4 separate regions of the Mus musculus genome follow, and regions 1, 2 and 3 are each linked to region 4. A link is a contact called in public Hi-C, Micro-C and promoter capture Hi-C data. All regions are on one chromosome and are shown on one strand. The core of a region is the stretch at or near the end of the contact, and the rest is flanking DNA. Distances in the headings are between cores, read along the strand shown. Region 1 overlaps Flnb (filamin, beta). Region 2 overlaps Gm10044 (ankyrin repeat domain-containing protein 30B). Region 3 overlaps Flnb (filamin, beta). Region 4 holds the start of Kctd6 (potassium channel tetramerisation domain containing 6).

Region 1 (5,041 bases), core at 848-3,347, 320 kb after region 4:
AAGGCCTAAGAGAAGATTAAAAGGTTAATTACTTCCTTAAACTACAAGTATATTCCAAAGTGATTCATCTTTCTACTGGTGGAAATTATATATAATTTCTAATTTTTCCCTCTTTTACTTGTTGCTATACCTAAATAGGTGTCAGTAAAATATAGCTCATTGGCCAACTCCAGGGCTCTAAAGTGTTTTACAGGAATGTAGGCATACCCACTCACTGACGTATTTAATGACTGTTTCAAAGCCACAATGGTAGAGTCACATAATTGTGACAGAGATCATGTCACACACAAGGTGAAAATACCAGGTATGTGGCCTTGTCCAGAAAAAGCCTGACTTCTAATCCATTATGATCACATGTTTTATCAGATATCCACTTAAAATATATTCAGTTATGTGCCAAATAATATATTTACTTTTTCGAGTTTGAGCAAGATGTACCAAGCCATCTATTTAAGGGTTAGTTACCAATATTTGTCTATGATATTGTATGTGCTGTTTAGCATACCACCACCCCACTCCCAGGAAATGGTGAATAAATAATCAAGTGTCACAGGCATTGGACAACTGAAAGCAAGAAGGAAAATAAGAACTAGAACTCTACAGCCTCCAGAGGAGGCTTTGGCTAGCCAGGCGGCCAGGAGGCCATGTGAGGCTCGAACACTAGGCACCTCGTTACTCAGCCTTGCAGAAGTGGCTGGGCAGCTGCCTCTACTTACCCAGAGTTCCAACCTCAGAACCAATGGATTCCACCACAAAATCTGCTGACCGACCAACAATGCCGCCGTGGAGTCCAGGGCCCCATGCACGGACTTTCTGCATGCCTGCTTCAGGGCCAACTTGAACTTCAAAGGGGCTAGCCGGAAGGAAGGAAAAGAAGAGGATCATAGAAGGGACTGCTATAACCATGAACTCTTAACATAACTCTTTCCACTTGCCTGATCTTTTGTACAGAGGCTGAAGCTCTAGGCAAGTTTTTTCCCCCCACACTGGTCACCCCCACAGCCATTGTTATGTCAACAATATAATGTAATATGGTTGCTTTGGGAGCTGGGAGTAACTGGGCTGTCCCTCAAGCAACACACTTGCTCTGGTTTGCTCATTAGTGAGTGACCTTTAGTAGGCAGGGCCCTCTAGAGTGGAAGCCTTAAAGATAAGAATGTCCACATTTTTCGTCCTCCTACCTATGCTATAACAAGAGAAGTAGTTTGAATGGGCTTTATGTCATTCATATGTGATCAAACATGCTTTAACTTTGGCAAGGGAAGTTTCTAATAAGTGTGCTTAGACACTGAAAACCCTACTTAAGAGGTCCCCTTACCCTTGGTTTTATTTTCTTACATTTCAAATGCAGTCTGCAGACACTGAAAACCCTACTTAAGAGGTCCCCTTACCCTTGGTTTTATTTTCTTACGTTTCAAATGCAGTCTGCAATGTATCATTTTGAGATTAATAGTGGCCCAGTGCTTGGCCATGATGCCTACAATATTCTTTTCACTTTATCTCACTGTATACGCATTATGTCAGCGAACACCACAAGAAGGGGAAGTCCCACACAATGTGGTATAGTTCGTTAAGACCACAGTCACGTAACTTCCATTCTGCTGCCTCGCTGCTATTGCTATCAGTCTCTTATTGTGTCTATTTTATAAATTAAACTTTCTCATGGGTATGCAAGTCTAGAGGGGGAAAACGCCACATGACGTTGCCTGGGGTTGGTTTCAGGCATATATTTATCGTTTTAGAAGGTAACTTTATGGACAAGGGAGGACTACTATAAAGCTCAATTACTTCTCAAGACAAACAGAATGTATTCAAAGTTTAAACTGCCCTCAGGAGAGTGGCAGAGCACAGGGGTCCAAAAAGGAAACTGCAATAGCCCCAGGTGTGGCCGGGGGTCCCTTGTCCCTGAAGGCATTCACATAGATGGGTTTTTATGTAAAAGCCATAGCCGACTGTGCCCACGGCATCTGTGAACAGAGGCACTCATTGAAAAGGAGAGCCTTAGCTTATATAAGGCTGTATAGACACACAGCCCGTTTGCTCTCTATTACAGCTCTTTCTGGTTTCCCTGCCTCCCACCAGGCACAAACCACCAGCATTTGATTTAAAGCAGGGCAGCTGAAACCACAGTGACTTTCTGCTGCTTTTGAGCATAAGCCAAGTGTCTGTGCTGTTCTGAAAAGGCGGGGATGGGGGGGAAGCTTCTAACAAAGCAGATCTCTCTTCCCTCTGGCAGCCTGGGAGGCAGAGCGCTCCCTCCTGCGAGCCTGTCACAGGCTGAACACACCTCTGGACAAGGCCCATCTCCAACCCGGACTCACCTCTTGGGAATGTGGTGCCCCCCCCAGGTAACTGCAACGCTGTATTTCCCTGGTGTGCTGGGGTAGTACTCAAATGAGTAGACCCCATCCAGAAAGCCCTTTTGTTTGACCAGCTCCTCCAGGCCCTCTGTGGAAAGCAAGCAAGCACACAGCTTTTGCAGTATAATCCTTGGCTTACAAGGAGACTCCCCACAAGACACAGGCAATGTACAAAAACTAGACTCTGAATGTGAAATCTCCCTCAAAAGCTGGGAGCGGTTTCCAAAACTAAAACCAGAGCCATCCCAGCCTCCAGGACAGAGAAATGGAAGACTTCCCAGCTAACTGGCTTCCAAAAGCTCTCAGCTGGTGGAGGCTGAGCTCTTAGACCAGATGGGTCGTTTGCTGTGTCTCAGTGTTTTCCGACAGTCCCAGCTGCCTTTGCCCCCCACCCCCACTGCCCCACAGACACTGGAAGAAAGCTCATCTTTGTGATTACTTGTCAAGGACTAAGCACCTATGAATCGTTTCCTGCTAAAGCAGGACAGCGAAAGAAGAAAGTTCTTTCTTATAAGCTATTTAGGAGAAGCCAGATTTTAGGTTCTATCCACAATTTTGGATCTAGCCATCAGGCAGAAACCTGTTTTATGTTATGAGTTAAGAAGGACTCTGAGGTCAGAAAACAACACCTCTTTGGCTCCTGTTGCAACAAACTGAGCAGGGGTAGTGGACTGTGGGTGGGTGAATGGATAGATGGACAGCTGCAGAGCTACTTGCACTTGGCTCTAGGTCTGGGCAGTAGAACCTTGGCTGCCCTTGGGGCAAATCCTTCCCCAAGGCTCTGAGCTTTGAGCTCACACAGCTTTGAACTCCTGGACGCAGACTAACACTAATACGGAGGACGAGAGAAACATGGCGTAGGAAACACAAGCCTGTACAGACTTAGAACTAACGCCAAGTGCGACTACAGAGCTGCCTCTCTGTTCCTGGGAAGACGGGAGACAGGAGATGCTGACCTCATGCCTGCTGTCTCCGTCCCAAAGGAGGAAGGAGGAACAAGGTACTGCAGAGACTTAACTCTGCCAACCACCTACAAAGAAAACCATTCTAGGACATTTTATTCTCCTATAAGCAGCGATCATACTAATACAGTAATTGATATAATTTCATAGTCTATAAAATGTAAAGGGTACTGGAGAAATCATTGGCTTTTAATACTGTGCTTGGATCCCAGGTCAGAAAACCCCAATCCATGTGAGTCTGTAAGAGTCTTCCACTTTATACCTAGGTCTCTTCAATTAATGGGGTGGGGGATGTGGTGGGGGGAGGGATATGTTGTCCTCAAAGCAGTATTTTTCCAACTTCCTTACAGCTTTGTTTCCTATCCCAGAGGTCTGAATATATTAATATATAAGGCTGTCAAACCACTCACTGGTCTTGCCAATCTATATCCAGGGCACATGTTACAACTCTACAACTTGATCTCTAAAGAGCATAGATAGGACTCAAATCTCTGTCACAGCTCTCTAGGAGATACCAATCAGGACTGACCAATAAATATATCATGGCTGAAGAACTAACTAAGGTTTATTTGAGATAAATACTTACTAGGGCCCTTCACAGTTACACCAAGCTCTCCGCTTCCAGCAGCCTTGGTGTCCACCTTAAAGTCTGCAGTCTCCCGGATCCGGACACCTTTGGGCTGCAGACCTCGGCCGCTGGCTCTGCAGGCATTTGGGTTGCAGGCTACAAACAGAGTTTTGACATCAGTTCAACCTTTTAATATTTTGCAAAAGACAAGAAAATTAGGGTATCTTGGGCCTCCCCCATACCCGCCAAGAAAATGGTTGCTTTACACAAAGAGCATCCAACAGCTAATGCCAGGGGCCCTGCTGAGGAAGCACAGCAGCCAGGAAGGAACACCATGACTGTCCAGCCTCACCACACAAGCGCTGGGCACCATCAATGGGAGAGCCGTGACTCCACACTGTGGGGCTCCTGTACTGGCTTTTAGCCTTTTGTGAGCAGGGGGGGATTAAGACTGACTGCTGAACACTAGCCTGACCTCACGGCCACACTCCAGGGTCCAGTGACTGGGAATCCTATGCGTTTTCAAGTCTACTTGGAAAATGCAGTGCTTGAAATATCCGTCTGAGCTCCAAAGCACGGGCCAGACATTTCTGAAGATCTGGGCATAGCTGTTGTCTTGCATGTGAATAGCTGGACAAGATAACAAAAAGCTCTCAGCCAAAGGTGGCTGTGACAAAGCTCCTGGCATCTACAAAGCAAGCCTCAGCAGAAAATGCCATGGCTAACATGACTTCTGATCTCCTTTAAAAACCACAAGGACAAAAATTATGGTAATGGCTAATATTCTTCACTTGACAGAGTCTAGAAACTACTCTTCCAAGTGGGGTCAGGAGGAGGCTTAGAAAGACATAGATTCTTCCTAGAGATCCTTTGCCCAACATGAACAGCTTTCTCCTTAAGTAGAAATGGGAAGTTGATGGGTTCAATGTCCTGTTGTCTATGCATTGGCTTTTCCTCTCTAAACAGCACATACAACAGCCTTTATTCACGGGCTCCAGAAGCAGATGGAAGGTACTTGCTCATTAGATACAACCTCCCTATGTTGGTTATGTGGCAAGCTATTACTCCCCAGACGGGAACAGAGACATCCTTGCAGTTAGAGATCATGTTGGATTGTTCATGGAAGAACATGGTGTACGGTGGCACTTAAT
Region 2 (4,546 bases), core at 1,959-4,458, 440 kb after region 4:
ATATTAAAAGATTATCTAATTTAGTTGAGTGTAATGGACCACAGTTTTAATCCCAGCCATTGGAAGGCAAAGGTAGACAGATGTCTGTGAGTTCCAGGCTAGCCAAGGCTGTATAATGAAACTCTTGTTAAAAACAAAGAAAGAAATAATTTACTTCTTTAAGTTTAGCACATAGCGGCATATCTATTTTAAATAACATTAGCAGAATTAAGTTTTGTTACCTCATGGTCTCCTTCTAGTCTAGGCTGGGGTAAATTATTTTTACTTGTTTTTTTTAAAAATTATTTTCTAGTGCTAGAAATTGAACGTAGGGCCTCACAAGGGCTGCACTTCAGAGCCATATCTGCAGCCCTGTTTATTTCTTAATGATGAGCCAGTGGGTTATGAGTGGCTAAGCCAATATGAAGAAAATAACTGTGATATGAATTCATTTCTGTTTGTTCTGTGTCCACTCCCCTCAGTGACTGGTAAGGAGGAAGTTGTTTTAAAAACCAGTACTCCAAGACAAAAAGCATCTAAAGCCAGGAAAACAAACCTACCATCCAACCATCTTCAAAAGACATCTCAAGATCAAAAGGAGAAAAAGAAATGTGATGCAGGACATAGACCTGCACATTCAGGATGTGCTCCTACGAAAACAGCAGAGGAAGCCCAGCAAGGGGAACAGCTTAACAAAGTCCTCAGAAACAAATCAAGGGCATTTCCTGAACCCTTTGAGAAAGAGCTACCACCTAGCATCTCTAAAGCAAATGCCCACTTGAAGGTAGTTCCCCCTAATCTAAAAATAATGTGTCTGTCTGTCTGTCTGTCTGTCTGTCTGTCAGGGAAAAGATGCATCTGGAGAGATTGTCCCCATTGTATTGCAGATATTATAAAAAAACCAACAACCCTCAGTCTTGAAAATACCCTGGCATCTCCTTCTTGTCCCCAGTCCCAGGTCACTTGTCACTTAGCCTTCTAAGGCTTAAGGAACAACAGATTAGACTATGAGAACAACAACCTAGAATGAGAACACACTTTAAACATTTAAAAACGGTATTATTTTATGTGTATGAGTGTTTTGCCTACTTATATGTCTGTGCACCATGTGTATGCAGTGCCCACAAAGGTCAGATGAGGGCACTGGATTCCCTGCAACTAAAGTTGCAGGTGGTTTTGAGCTGCTATGTGGGTGCTGCGACTCAAACAGGGGTCCTCTGGAAGAGCAGCCAGTGCTCTTAACTGCTGAGCCACGTCTCCAGTCACAAATGAAGGCAATGCTATAACAATGCAGAAAGTGATGACGATGACGACGACGATGATGATGACGATGATGATGACGGCGACGATGATGATTTCTAGGGTACTTTTAGTTGAAATGAAAGGAACCGACATGTTTGATATATAAATGATAAATCTACAAACCAAAATATCACTAACTGAAAATTAGATATTAGATATAAGTATAAGCCTAGAAAGCCAAAAAGACTGGTTACACTTCATAATGTATCATGAGCCTGAAATAAAAGATGGCATATTTTTGAATTCAGCTAATCTAAACCAAACTAGTACAAACCTGGGAGTAGAGGCTGTTACATGGTAAAGGCAGTGCTCTTGTGAAAGCAGGGTCCTAACGGACACAGTCAGTTCTCTTTCTCTACTCTCCAACAGAGCACTGAGTGTTGTATGTCTTCATGACAGGGTGGTGGGGTGGGGGAGTGCTTCTCATCAGCCAAGCAGCATGAAGTTAGCTGTGCCACTCACACTTTTTTTTTTTTTTTTTACTTTTCTGTATGCTTGGGTATGAATGTATGCCTGTGCACCATATGTATGCCTGGTGCTCCCACTGAGGTCAGAAGGGATTGGATCCCCTGGAAGTGGAGTTTCAGACAGATGTGAGCCCCTGCGTGGGTGCTTGGAACCAAATCCAAGTACTCTTAGCTGCTGAGCCATCTCTCCAAGCCTCAAACTCACAGTTCTTAAGTTTAGCTGGTTCAGTGGGTTTTCTGGGCAACCTGTCTGAGTGGATAACACCAACCCATCACTTAGAATGCTCCTCCAGGCTTTGTTCACATAACTCCTGCTGTATGTAGGTGATGGTGCTGAAGCAAGCCATTACCTGCTGTCCCTCAGGTGTAACAGTCGTGGTTAAGGAGTGAGAGGTTGGAAGGGATCTCCAGAGTCCATACTTGCAGCTCATCCGCTCCCCTCCACTATGGGTAGTGGCACGCGTTGTTCATGCATTTCAAAGGCCACCTTCACTGATTTACTATCCCAGGATCCCAGTGAGCAATTGTGAAAGACCACGAGGAAAGACTGATGTAGAGCAGAAGGGTGAGGTTCCTTTTATTCCACAATCTCTTTAATGTCGCAGTCTCTAAATCTGACTATTAATGTAAAATCTAGACTGGAGAGGATATACTCTGTCCTTATTATTTCTTCACATCACTAAGGAAGTGAATGTGTTAGGTAGCAAAACAAACAGACAAACAATAAAAAAAACCAGGGCAGTTTAGTTTAGTTTAGTTTAGTTTAGTTTAGTTTAGTTTAGTTTAGTTTAGTTTTGAGACAAGGTTTCTCTGTGTAGCCCTGGCTGTTATGGGACTCACACAGATCAGTCTACCTCTGCTTTCCGAGTGCTTGAATTAAAGGTGTGTCCACCACTGCTTAGCAGCAAAGGGCAAAATTTTAAAAGCCAGACAGAGCATGTCCCCTTAAGATTTCTGAAAATTCTGGGTCTCTTACTCAAACAGAAGTGAAGCAGAGCTTACAAAATGTCAGTGGTCTGTACTGATAAAACACAAATATTTGTGGACCATGGCACTGACTAGTAATAAAACAAACGAATCTATAAAACTCCCTTTTAATGAACAATAACACAGCCTGAATTTCTTAAAGGTTGAAGAAGAGAGGAAGTACGGACTCCAGGAGCCGAATGTAGCAGTGGAGAACTCTGACGACAGAACAGCTTGTGCTGTTGCCTCTGCTGCTGCTGCTGCTGCGGTTTCAGCTTCTACTTATGCGGAATCTGCTTCCACTTCTGCTTCTGCTGCTTCCAATATTGCTTCTGCTGCTTTTGCTTCTGCTTCGGCAGCTTCCACTTCCGCATCTGTTGCGTTTGCTTCTGCGTCTGCAGCTTCCACTTCCGCTGCTTCCGCCTCTGCTTCTGCTTCTGCTTCTGATGCTTCGGCGGCTGCGGCAGCTGCTTCCGCTTCCGCCTCTGACGCCTCCGCTGCTGCTGCTGCTGCGGCAGCTGCTTCTGCTGTGGCCTCCTCCAACGCTACTGTTAATGCTGTGGTGGCTGCTGCTGTCACTGCTGCTTTCGCAGCGGTTACTGCTACTGCTGACATCAAAGGCAGTGAACCAACTCCTCAAAGGCACAGTGGGGCTACTAATGACAAGGATTTCGCACTTAAGGCAAAAGAAGAACATGATAAGTAAGACCATGACATTAGTATAAATAGATAATCAATTTTGACTGACAAAACAGACTCTCATTTTGGCTAACATTCATGATGATCACATTGCTCTGTCCTTTGTATAGCAATAGACAGACATTACCCACTCTCAGAAACGTTTAATAGTTTGATCCTATTTTCTAGTTATATTGAAAACAATGTTATATAAACATAACCATTGTAGCTGGCAAACACTAGGGAAGCCTTGTTTGTGGTTAATGAATTCAATGACACAAAAGTCAGACAGTTATTCCTGATCTAGAACCCAAACCCACTCACTCCATTTCTTTCTTTCTTCCTTTTTTTTTTTTTTTTTTTGTTATTTTTTTTTTTTTATTTTTCCAGACAGGCTTTGTCCTGGAACTCACTTTGTAGACCAGGCTGGCCTCGAGCTCAGAAATTTGCCTGCCTCTGCCTCCCCAGTTGCTGGGATTAAAGGCATGTGCCACCACCGCCCGGCCTCACTCCATTTCTACTCAGAGTATCGGCCACAGTACCTCATGAGACACACAGATTAGCCTCCTGCTTTATCTCTGACTTGAACTAGGATTTTTCTGTCCTTGTCACTCTATCCCGGCCACACTGAACACTCAGGCATCTCTCTGAACTTGCAAGGTTTCTATGTCACAGTTGCCTGCCATGTTCTATTGTCTTCTTAGTTCTTGCTTACAAGCCATACTCTCCACATAGCCACTTGGTCCTGCGGGACCGTGCTCCTTCCACGGCATCCTTAACAGTACATAAAAGTTTGTTTTCCTCCTCCAACATACTATATGTCTGTCTTTCTGTCTCATTTATTGTTATTCCATGTGTACTTCAGTATCAGAGTAGTCTTTTCTCTGCTTACCACTGTAACCTCATTGGTTAGATAGTGGGCTAGCATACAGTAAGAAGCTACTCAATGTATATTTGTTGTATGAGCAAATGAAGTTTACCCTGAGTGTTGTTTTAAACATTAAAGTAAATTTCACTTTTAAAAAGTTTGATGTGCATCAGTTCTCAGGACTTTCATTTATTATCATTGTTAAAAAATTTCTGAAGCTGGGCATGGTGGCGCATGCCTTTAATCCCAGCACTCGAGGTAGAGGCAGGCGGATTTCTGAGTTCGA
Region 3 (4,819 bases), core at 2,115-4,614, 370 kb after region 4:
CAAAGACTGACTGGCTGGATGACCAAACTTCAGTGAGGGAGAGAGGCTGAAAGTCACACATTCAGACCTAATCATCTTATCTTGGGCTAGTCTGAGCCCCCTAAATAGCCATTTCCTTGCCCACTTCTGTGTCTAACATCCTGTGACTAATAGATAAAAAACCTTTTGGAATCTATTACCTCAGCAGACCATTTGCTTCCTAACGCAAAAGCTAACAATGTCACCATACAGCATATGACGCCTATCAGGACAGAGTTCCTCATCTCACTGTGATCTGCTACCTGATGTATTTATCAACCTATTTCAAAATTATCCTGATTTATGACTTTCTTTGTTCTGTAACTACAAAACTCTTCGAAGGAAGTGCTTTCACGTGTATGGAGGGTGGGGGAGGAACTTACATGCTGTCCTCTGACTTCCACATATCTCTGTGGCACACAGACATTCACACCCAAGCTCAAATAAGTACTTAAAAATTTTTAAGCAACAACAACAACAAAACCCCAACTGGCTAGGATGTGTATCATTTTACTAGAAGGAATTTTGGGGTAGCCTGTGATAAAATTTTGGGGTTCTTTGTGGTCTTGAACAAAGAACTGAATAAGACAAGACACATTACTTAGGAAATCCAGTTCTCTTTGTAGGAAGAGAGTCTTATGCCATCCCACAGGGATGCTTGAAGACCATTTTATTAGAGTGTGAGAATAAAACCATAGGGTAGGTGAACTATCAATCCTACCAGTTGGAAGAAGGGAGATAACAAGAGACAAGGTCATGTTTTCTGAGCTAGAGTCAAACAAAGAAGGTCTGCAATAAAGGGGAAGAAGGGAAGGCTCAGAGAAGCCAGTAGGAAGGCCCGAGTGTCCGTCAATACACACATGCTTAGGATTTCAGCCAGTGTTCCTATCTGCAAGCAACTTCTGCAAGGGACAAGTCCCCGTGGTGAAGAAACGCATTATCTCATTGAGGGATAATTATTTCTTCATCTCCTTAGCAAGTCTTTACGGTAGGTCAGGAGCATGTCACCTAGCTAGGTGACTGACAAGCCCAGTTGGATTTACTCTTTAAGAGAGAGGACAACAGAATGCAATACTCTATTCTTTGTGGTAGATTATTAGATTGTCATGTCTTTGTCCATGGTCTGAAGAACTCAGTTCCTATTCTCTTGACCAAGAGAAAATTTCCCTTAATGAGTCACAAGGAAATAAGATGTGAGGTCCAACTATAATCATGAGTGGAGGGGTCAATCTTCAGTGTCTCCAAGCCAGTCTAATGCCTCCCTAGATGCCTAACAGTAGAGCCTAGCATACATAAGAACTTCAGAACCAGGACACAGATGCACAGGCACACACAGCTCACTGTGAAAGTGTGCTCATATCAACTGCATAGAAATGCCTAGAATTCCATACATGAACACTTCAAGAAATCCAGAGAAACGTATACGCTTGAAACTAGAGACCATGACGTGTAATGGTTAATTTTAACTGTCAAGCAAAAGCTCACAGACTAGGGTCTGGGCTGAGCATTCACATTCACTGCTCGGCCTCGCTCCAGCCATCATACCTTCCTTGCCACGATGAACTGTATTCCTGAACGGTAAGCTAAATCAAATCCTTCCTTCCTTCCTTCCTTACGTCGCTGTCTTAGTTAGAGTTACTGATATGAAACATCATGACCAAAGCAGCTTGGAGAGGAAAGGGTTTATCCTGCTCACACTTCCACATCACAGTTCATCATCAAAGTAAGTCAGGACAAGAACTCAGGCAGGGCAGAAAGCTGGAGCCAGGAGCTGATGCAGAGGCCATGGAAGAGTGCTGCTTACTGGCTTGCTCTGTCCACAAGCTTGCATGCCTGAGCTGGTCTTCAGCAGTCACTGGAATCATGAAGGACTAACTAGTTTCATATGCCAGTAAGGGAATGGACTTGCTAGCAAGAGAGAGCAAACAGACAAAAAGCAAAAGCTGCCTTCTTGCATGTCCTTATATAGGCTTCCGGCAGAAGGGGTAGCCCAGATTAAATAGGTGTCTTCTCACTTAAGGCCTGATAAAAGTGTGTGTCTTCCCTCCTCAGAATCCAGATTAGAAGGGGACCTTCCTAATTTAAGTTAAGCATAAATTCCCTTACTGGTATGGCCCCCGGTCTTAAATTTTAGTTAGTTCCAGATGTAGCCAAGTTGACAACCAAGAATAGTCATCACATTTTGTAATATTTTATGAGAAATTTCAATCAAATAAAACTAATTGGCTGTGGTTATCACACTTAGCATTTAATTTCTATTACATCCTCTCTCTCTCGACAGTTCAGTCTGGCATGGCAAAACTTTCGTTTAAAAACCAGGGAAGGGGGCCAATAGAATGGGTCAGTACGTGAGGGTGCCTGCTGCTCAAGCCTGGTGGCACGAGCTCAATCCCTGGAATCCACATAAAGACAGAAGGAAAGAACTGACTCCACAAATCATCCTGTGGCTGTGACACACATGTCAACATATATGTGAATTAACCTGGTGTATATATAGTGAGTTACTCACCAGCTAGTGTTACAGAGCATGTCCCTGTGATCCTAGGTGTTGGAAGGCAGAGGCAGTTGCATCTCTGAGTTTGAGGCTAGCCTGGTCTACATAGTTTCAAGACAGCCACTGCTACACAAAGACTCTCATCACAAAACAAAAATAAAAGAAGGGAAGGGGTACAGTTTTCCAAATGGCTTGTTATCCAAAGTAAAGGACTGAGACCAAAACTCTAAGTTTCGGCTGGGTCAGCAAGGCTTGTGAATGGAAATGATGTGTCCAGTCATAGCAGCTTTAAAAGGAAAATACAGGTGAGTGAGAAGGAAAAAGGTGGGGTGGGGTTAATGACTTAAGCTTGTTCTAGTTTAACTTTCTCCCAAGGTTAAAAAAAAAGACATTATATGCATCTAAATCTAGAGGACCCACCCCTTCCCACACAAAGAGCCCTCCCACACAAAGCTGAATGAAACAGCGTGGCCCCAGAGACTCTCCCTTAAAGCACCTTCCCTGACTCCCCAGATTAAGGGCCCCCACTCGGAGCTACAAAAACAGCCCTGACACCCTCTTCACAGCTCCTGCAGTGTTCATAGAATGAGCCGATGTTTCCAGGGCCTCTGGCCAACCGTGTAATCACCCCATTAGAAGCTTCTGGTTGCTCATCAGAATCTAGAAGCCTGATTGGGGCTGCACCAAAGCAGAAGGCTCTGTCAGCCTTCATAGCCCAATAAATTCCTCCACACCCCACCTGTGAAACTCCATTCCCATTTATTACCAAAACTGGAGTCCTAGCTTCAGGGCTTCTCCTGAGGCCTGAAGCTGGCTGCTCCTGCTGATGACATCATTGATGAGCGAGCGCCTGACAATGGCTCCCTAGAGCTTAAACCTTTGCTAATACCTAGCAAGAGCACATTCCTCCAGAATGAGGTCATGTTTAGCTAATTGCTAATCTGGCCCCTACCCCAGAGCCCAAAGCCACTAAGTGATGCCTAAACAGTGAGCCCCTGCCCCAGGACCTACTGAAGCTGCAAATACCAGCCTCTAAACAGACAAAACAGAGGCAGCTTGCAACAGGACCCAGGGTTGCCAGAGTTTGAAAATACAACAAAACACACACAGACAGGTCCGGTAAAGTTAAATATGAATTTAATAAGTATGCCCTGTGCAAGAGTTTCTAACATGCAAGAGCTGCGACATGTGGGGCACTCTTACATTAGAAGGATCAACATTGCTTATCTGAAATTCAAATGTAACTTTTCTCTGGTAACACATGTGAGTTTTTATCCCTTTGTTTGGTTTACTCGATTGCCAAAACTGCCAGGGTGTGGGGGACAGGGATGGGGAAGAAGGGACAAAGGGGAGGCACAAGAGGGTTGGGGCCAAAACTCTGTTGGTAATATGCTTGTCTAGTGTGGGGGCAGCCTTGAGATGGACTCCCCAGCACTATGTAACCCGTGCATTTGGAATGTGGAGGCAGGAACCATGATAGGAAAAGAAGGAGGGATGGGGAAGAGCAAGGAGGAAGGGGAGAGGGGCTGAGGGACAGATGGCCAAAGCTGAGAAAGTAGAGTATCTGTCTAGTGTGCTTGAGGTCCTGAGTCTGACTTCCAGTAGATCAAAAAGAAGTAAACGTATACCACACATTTACACACGTTGGAACACACACACACACACACACACACACACACACACACACACACTTGCCTTTAGAAAGAAAATTAGGGGACAAGCATGGTAGCTTATACGTGTAATGTCATTACTTGGGAGGCAAAGGCATGACTGTGGCGCCCACACAGTTGTGGATCAGCCAGAGCCTCATAGAGACCTTATTTAGAGGCACTGAGGGAGAAGCGAGGATGACACAAAAATCCAGGATTCTGTACTCTCCTCACTCCTCCAAGTATCCTTACTCCATCCTGACTCATAAAACAAAGCTATGATGTTGCCAAGAAATCAGTATGATTTTGCAAAGAAGATCCACAACCACCAGGCACTGCACTGATGGTCAGAGTAACATCTTGGCCCTCCATGGAAACCCAGAAGGAACAATCCTGTCGGCAAGGAAGCTCACCCTGGTCTGGAATGTCAGGACACAGAGCAGAAGCTGAGGTGACATTCTGGGAATGAATGTTGACAATTAAGATTATTTGCAGAATAACAAACCCTGTTGCCAAAGGGCTTTATTGTGAATGTTTTATATTTACTACCCCCTGGCTGAAGGATATAAAGGATACAATCATTTGCATGCAATGGATTTGAAATTTACTTCTTTTTTTAAAAAAAGGAATTCTTAATTTAGCTCAATAAACGAAAGCC
Region 4 (5,136 bases), core at 1,754-4,253:
ATTGATTTAAAATTGGTATGTGTTCCTTGTAAACATAAACAGAGACGCAACTAGAGAGACAAGAGGGGCAAGATTCTAGCCTATCCAACAGCCGGACTCTGAACTGATGCCTGCCAAGAACATCTCAGGGGTGGATACAATAAACACAACCCAGAAGTAGCTTCAGCTTCTTCCACCTCATCGTTCTCCAGGGACGCTAACAATTCATTTCCCTTTCATCTTCTCTCCCATCCGGCACAACCTCCTCCAGTGGAGGGCTTAATGAGAACAAGCCAGGCGACAGAAGGCCTCCAAGGGGGCATCAAGCAGGCCAAGGTGAAATGTTTCCTCATAAGATTCCTTTAAGTGACTTTCCCTTACGAAAGATCTTTCTTAGAGTCATGGCTACAACCAACGACTATAAAGTTCAAAGAAAGGCTTTCTGACTTGTAAAATCGGTTTACCTGAAAATACCTGACCTTTGATTCAAAAAAAAAAAAAAATTATGGTCCTAAAGACTATCATGCTTGCTTGAACTTCAAAGGTCATTGTAACTAATGTGTAAAATCTGATAGTATGTTAGCAGGTAGTTAAGAAAAACATATTCTGAAGAATTTCTAGAAGCCTGAAAAGAAGTTACTAATTTACTGACCCTAGCAAATCTGAAGAATGCACACTCCAGGAAGTTAACAACTTAACCTGTGAGAACCCTCCTTACCACAGCAAAGCTACAGTGGGGGTTATGATAAGACAGCACAAACATTCTAGACTTACTTCTGCTATTGAGTAAGACGCTCCAGAGCAAAAGTCCTCCTCCCCTGTAACAGTCTATATGCCGTAATGCTAACCTCGGATTAGAAAATGTAATGATACAACTGTAGTCACTGCCTTCCCACGCTTTCTGGGTAGCCCTTCCAAGTGCTTTTCTACTGAAACCTTTGTGTCTGCCATCCCAAAATGAAGACCGGTAAATTTTCTCTCTCCACCTATACTTACCTTCCAAGCTGCCTTTGTACTGAGTTTCTCTGTTCTTGGGAACGTGGGAGTTTGAAAGTGAAATACTTTTTATAGTAATTGGTTCAGTGGCATCTCCTGGCGTCTTCGGAGTTAACATCCACATACAGGCCAGCACAAGTAGCGAGCGCACAAGGATAATGGGATTATAAAGCTAAATTACCACTAACTAAACCCCTCTCTCAACCTCGTGGGCTAGAAGAAAGGAAATGTAGGCAAAAAGGGAGAAAGTCCTACAAGAAATTATGAATCTTCTGACAGTATCAAACCAGAAGAATATATACTCTCCAGCTTAAGTGCTGTCAGAGTCACAAATCATAAAATTCTACTTTCCCTCAGTTTCCACCAAAATGGGTATTATGACCTTCCCAAAAGTAACCACACCGTTTAAACACAATGGAGGTAAAACTGGCCGACAGGGCAGTGAGGAGTGGCGCTCTGGATTCACGTGCAGCATGCCAGCAGAGGGCTGTGAGAACCTGAGTAGACCGCCCTTTACTACTCGCAGCATCACCAAAATTTAAATAGGTAAGTCAGACACGGTGGGCGAACATGCAGGTTAGGACCAATCTGTGTTCCCACTCTGTCCCGTCCCTGGCCCTCCTTTCCCGGAGATCCCACCGCAGTTGCCGTGAGAAAAACTAAAGGTAAAATGATGTCCAGCGTTCGCAGAGACAAACAGACACGTGAGCTCTCGGGACTTCTAGAAAGCATGACTCAGGGTTGTCTCAAGATAAAGCAGAAGACACACATACGTGTTCCGTTTAAAATAGACCCCAACTATTAAAATCCAGGATGCGACGATGGATCATAGGAGTGACCATAAGACTGCTTTCCACGCTATTGCTTCAGCTAAAATACACTTTAAAAATTTTCAAATTCTATGGCCATCTTTCTACCTACGGTATTACAAAAAACTAAGAATCCGTGTGGGCTCCTGGTTTTCATCCAAAGGGTGATTCTCCCACCCTACCTACTTAGATCTTTACTCTTTTGAAACACTTCTGGCTTTGGGCCTGTAATACCCCACCATTATTCCCATACTAGAATATCTGCAACAGCGAAAAAGATGAGCCTGCCAAGGGGGGTACATTGGAGCAGGTTGTTTGGGCTATCCCAGACATTCTTAGCTAAACCAGGTCACATCGGTCTATTTGTCTGCATCACGAAATCCTGAAACCAGGTTTATCAACTTGCTGTATGTACTGGTGTACAGAACAGAAACATGACAACTTCAGCAGAATATCCAAACAGGATCTCAGTCACGTTTCGTTTCCCCGTCCCACCCCCAGACACAGCCTCCGCTGCCATCGCCCAGCAGGTGCTGCAGGGGCTCCCCACGACCTCGCCAAGGATCACCTCTTAACACCCAGCACTAAATCGCCGTGACATCCCAAAATTCCGGTAAAAAGCTGCAATTTGTGCACAAAACCCAAAAAGCAGAGCTTTAAACTAGGGCAGTGGCGGCTAATAAACACCACTCCCCAAAACACCAACCCTTTGCCCCGCAGAGCCCGCTGGTCCCTACTCCGCGGTCTCCCGCAAGCCAAGCCCGGCCGGCCACGCGCACCGAGCCCCGAACCCGAGCCGGAGCCCAAAGCCCGAGGCGGCCGCGCGTCCCCGATTTCCCCGCCCAGGCCCCGCCGCGGGCTCGTGCCAGCCCGGGGACGCGCGGCCGCCACCCGCCGTTCTCCTCAGCCCGACTTCCCGCAGCCCCGGCCCGCAGGCCCCGCTCGCGCCCCACTCACTGCACGAGCGCGGAGGCGACCCGGCCGGGAGACGCCGGCGGCCCGAGAGCGCGAGCGCGGGGACGAGCGAGCCCGCGCCCCGCGGCGGCAGCGGCGGCGGTGGCGGCGGCGGCGGCGGCGGCGGCAGAGGGGACGAGTGAGCCGGAGCCCGGAGTTGCGGCTCCAGCTGCCCGGCGCGGGCGGCGCCTTCTCAGCAGAGTCGCGGCGCCGAGAACGCGGACGCCCCCTATCGGCGGCGCGGGGCGAAGGCCGGGAAGCCGGATCGCCGCGGGCACTCTGGGCGCTGCCGGGGCGGCGTGGTCAGGCGGGCTCTGCAGCAGTCCCGAAGCCCCGCCTCCGTCCCGTTCCTATCCCCGCCCCGCCCAGGACTCCCGCGCGGAGCTCCGCCCAGGCCACGCCCCTAACTCCCCCTCCGCTTTCAGCCTCTCCTCCTGGCCGCCAGCAGTCTCTTCCCTGCTTGCCCAGGACTCCTTCTCCGCAACTGTTTCTCCTCAGCTGTTTTCACTAAGTCGATAGACCTCATCGCATGCAGGGCTTAGAGAGAAGAGCAGCCACCCAGACCGAGGCGCGTCTCAAGACTCAAAAAAGCAGCCAGTAGACACACACAAGACAAGTTCGAATCCTGGTGAGAGCGGTCCAATAAGAAGGCTGCCTTGGCCGGGCTTGGTGGCATACGCCAGAACTCCGGAGGCAGAGGCAGGTGGATTTCTGAGTTCGAGGCCAGCCTGGTCTACAAAGTGAGTTCCAGGACAGCCAAGGCTACACAGAGAAACCCTGTCTTGAAAAAACAACAACAAAAAAAAGAAGGCTGCCTTGGAGAATAAGGGAAGATGTGACGATCTGATATATATAAAATATTAGTATACATTTAATGTTATTAATATTGATGTAATTATATTATATTAATATATACATAATAATGTAGTTAATATTATTAATGTATTAATATATAAGACTCCTGGCCTTATATATTAAGGCAGGCCATTCTGTAAAGTAATGGCTTAGAGGGACCACCGATCCAGCCTTTTAGGCAGAGAAGAGCAGCCAGTTAGAAGGGCAGAGCTAACTAACGTCATCCTGTGTAATACCTCTGAGGATCTTAGTCTGGATGGGACTGGCAAGGGTAATGTCCCTTCAGGAAGGACATCAAGGCTGCAGGGCTAATTGGATTCCATGCATAGACAAGATGCAAAAGCCACCACTTCTAGCTAGCCAGATCTCAATCCACTTCTACATGGGTGAAAAGCCACTGGCCTTAGAAACTCACCTGGGCCAGGCATAGTAAAAGTAGTGCACATCCTTAATGCCAGCACTTAGAGGCAGTGGCATGTGGGTCTCTTGTGAGCTCTAGGTTAGCCTGGCCCACATAGCTAGTCTCTAGGACAGATGAGGCTACATAACGAGACCCTTTCTCAAAAGAACAAAACAGAAACTTACCTGGTTTACACATCTGCATGTTTGTGAGGTGGTTCTGAAATCTAGTTTTTATATGTATGATCATCATCTAATATTCTATTTTTTCTCCAAAAATCAAATTGATAGGTTAAATAAGCAATGTGGACTTCAACACAATGGACGGCTACATTGACATCTAAGCAAGGATACAAACTAATTAAGAATATGGGAATAGGGCTGGAGAAATGGCTCAGCGGGTAAGAGCACTGACTGCTCTTCCGAAGGTCCTGAGTTCAAATCCCAGAAACCACATGGTGGCTCACAACCATCTGTAATGGGATCTGATGCCCTCTTCCGGTATGTCTGAAGTCAGCTAAAGTGTACTTATGTATAATAATAAATAAATCTTTTTAAAAAGAATATGGGAATATGCTCCTGCAAATCAGGACACAAAATCATACATACAGGACCCCAATGTTGATTTTAATACATACAGTACCCCAATGTTGATTTTAATACATACAGTACCCTAATGTTGATTTTAATACATACAGCACCCCAATGTTGATTTTAATACATACAGTACCCCAATGTTGATTTTTTTTTCCCTATTTTTTTGTTTGTTTTGAGACAAGTCTTCTCTGTGTAGCCTCGCTGTGCTGGAACTCACTCTGTAGACCAGGCTGGCCTCAAACTCAGAGATCCGACTGCCTCTGCCTCCCAAGTGCTGGAATTAAAGGCGTGCGCCACCACTTCCTCACCCACCCTCCCATTCCCCCCCCACCCCCCGGCAGCCCCTACTAACATTGATTTTTTTTTTAAAGGAGTACACATAGACAAAAACTTTGATGACTAAACCATTGAACATGGTATTCCAAGGCAACAGGATACAAATGTTAGTAACTTTTGCAAAAGATTTTCTCAAAAATTATGTGTATTTAAAAATTTATATATTTTGCTTGCAATGTATGTAAGATGCTGCCTGTGCTACTTTCAATGC

Evidence for each region. Promoter capture Hi-C pulls out the DNA fragments that hold promoters and counts their contacts. Hi-C and Micro-C count contacts between places; a contact is called where the count stands out from the background.
Region 1: a contact with region 4 is called in a promoter capture Hi-C map of pre-B cells. The contact joins the enhancer-like site here to the promoter of Kctd6 in region 4. A contact is called at or near these places in 4 of 39 promoter capture datasets (the C10 cell line, cranial neural crest, liver and 1 more).
Region 2: a contact with region 4 is called in a Hi-C map of uterus. The contact joins the enhancer-like site here to the promoter of Kctd6 in region 4. A contact is called at or near these places in 3 of 39 promoter capture datasets (cranial neural crest, hematopoietic stem and progenitor cells and pre-B cells) and 2 of 484 Hi-C or Micro-C datasets (CD4 T cells and uterus).
Region 3: a contact with region 4 is called in a Micro-C map of embryonic stem cells, with 2.5 times the contacts expected there. The contact joins the enhancer-like site here to the promoter of Kctd6 in region 4. A contact is called at or near these places in 6 of 39 promoter capture datasets (the C10 cell line, the HPC-7 cell line, cranial neural crest and 3 more), 1 of 484 Hi-C or Micro-C datasets (embryonic stem cells) and 1 of 115 datasets of contacts at active chromatin or transcription factors (epiblast stem cells).

What each region holds. Positions count from the first base shown.
Region 1 is chr14:7,886,542-7,891,582 of GRCm38.p6, reverse strand. It overlaps Flnb (filamin, beta), which reads right to left. Exons shown (of 46, transcript NM_134080.1): 9 at 3,909-4,046; 10 at 2,322-2,448; 11 at 717-853. Among named protein-coding and RNA genes, the nearest start is that of Gm45521, 68 kb to the left of the region's middle. Within about 2 kb of position 2,097, at least 193 of the 459 cell types and tissues checked have an H3K27ac peak or open chromatin away from gene starts, as enhancers often do. A contact at or near this core is called in pre-B cells, where this site is marked.
Region 2 is chr14:7,772,728-7,777,273 of GRCm38.p6, reverse strand. The region is part of intron 3 of Gm10044 (ankyrin repeat domain-containing protein 30B); the gene reads left to right. Among named protein-coding and RNA genes, the nearest start is that of Gm10044, 17 kb to the left of the region's middle. Within about 2 kb of position 3,208, at least 196 of the 459 cell types and tissues checked have an H3K27ac peak or open chromatin away from gene starts, as enhancers often do. A contact at or near this core is called in hematopoietic stem and progenitor cells, pre-B cells and uterus, where this site is marked.
Region 3 is chr14:7,846,451-7,851,269 of GRCm38.p6, reverse strand. All of the region lies in intron 1 of Flnb (filamin, beta), which reads right to left. Among named protein-coding and RNA genes, the nearest start is that of Flnb, 31 kb to the right of the region's middle. Within about 2 kb of position 3,364, at least 148 of the 459 cell types and tissues checked have an H3K27ac peak or open chromatin away from gene starts, as enhancers often do. A contact at or near this core is called in embryonic stem cells and epiblast stem cells, where this site is marked.
Region 4 is chr14:8,211,948-8,217,083 of GRCm38.p6, reverse strand. It overlaps Kctd6 (potassium channel tetramerisation domain containing 6), which reads right to left and starts at 3,003. Exons shown (of 3, transcript NM_027782.3): 1 at 2,742-3,003.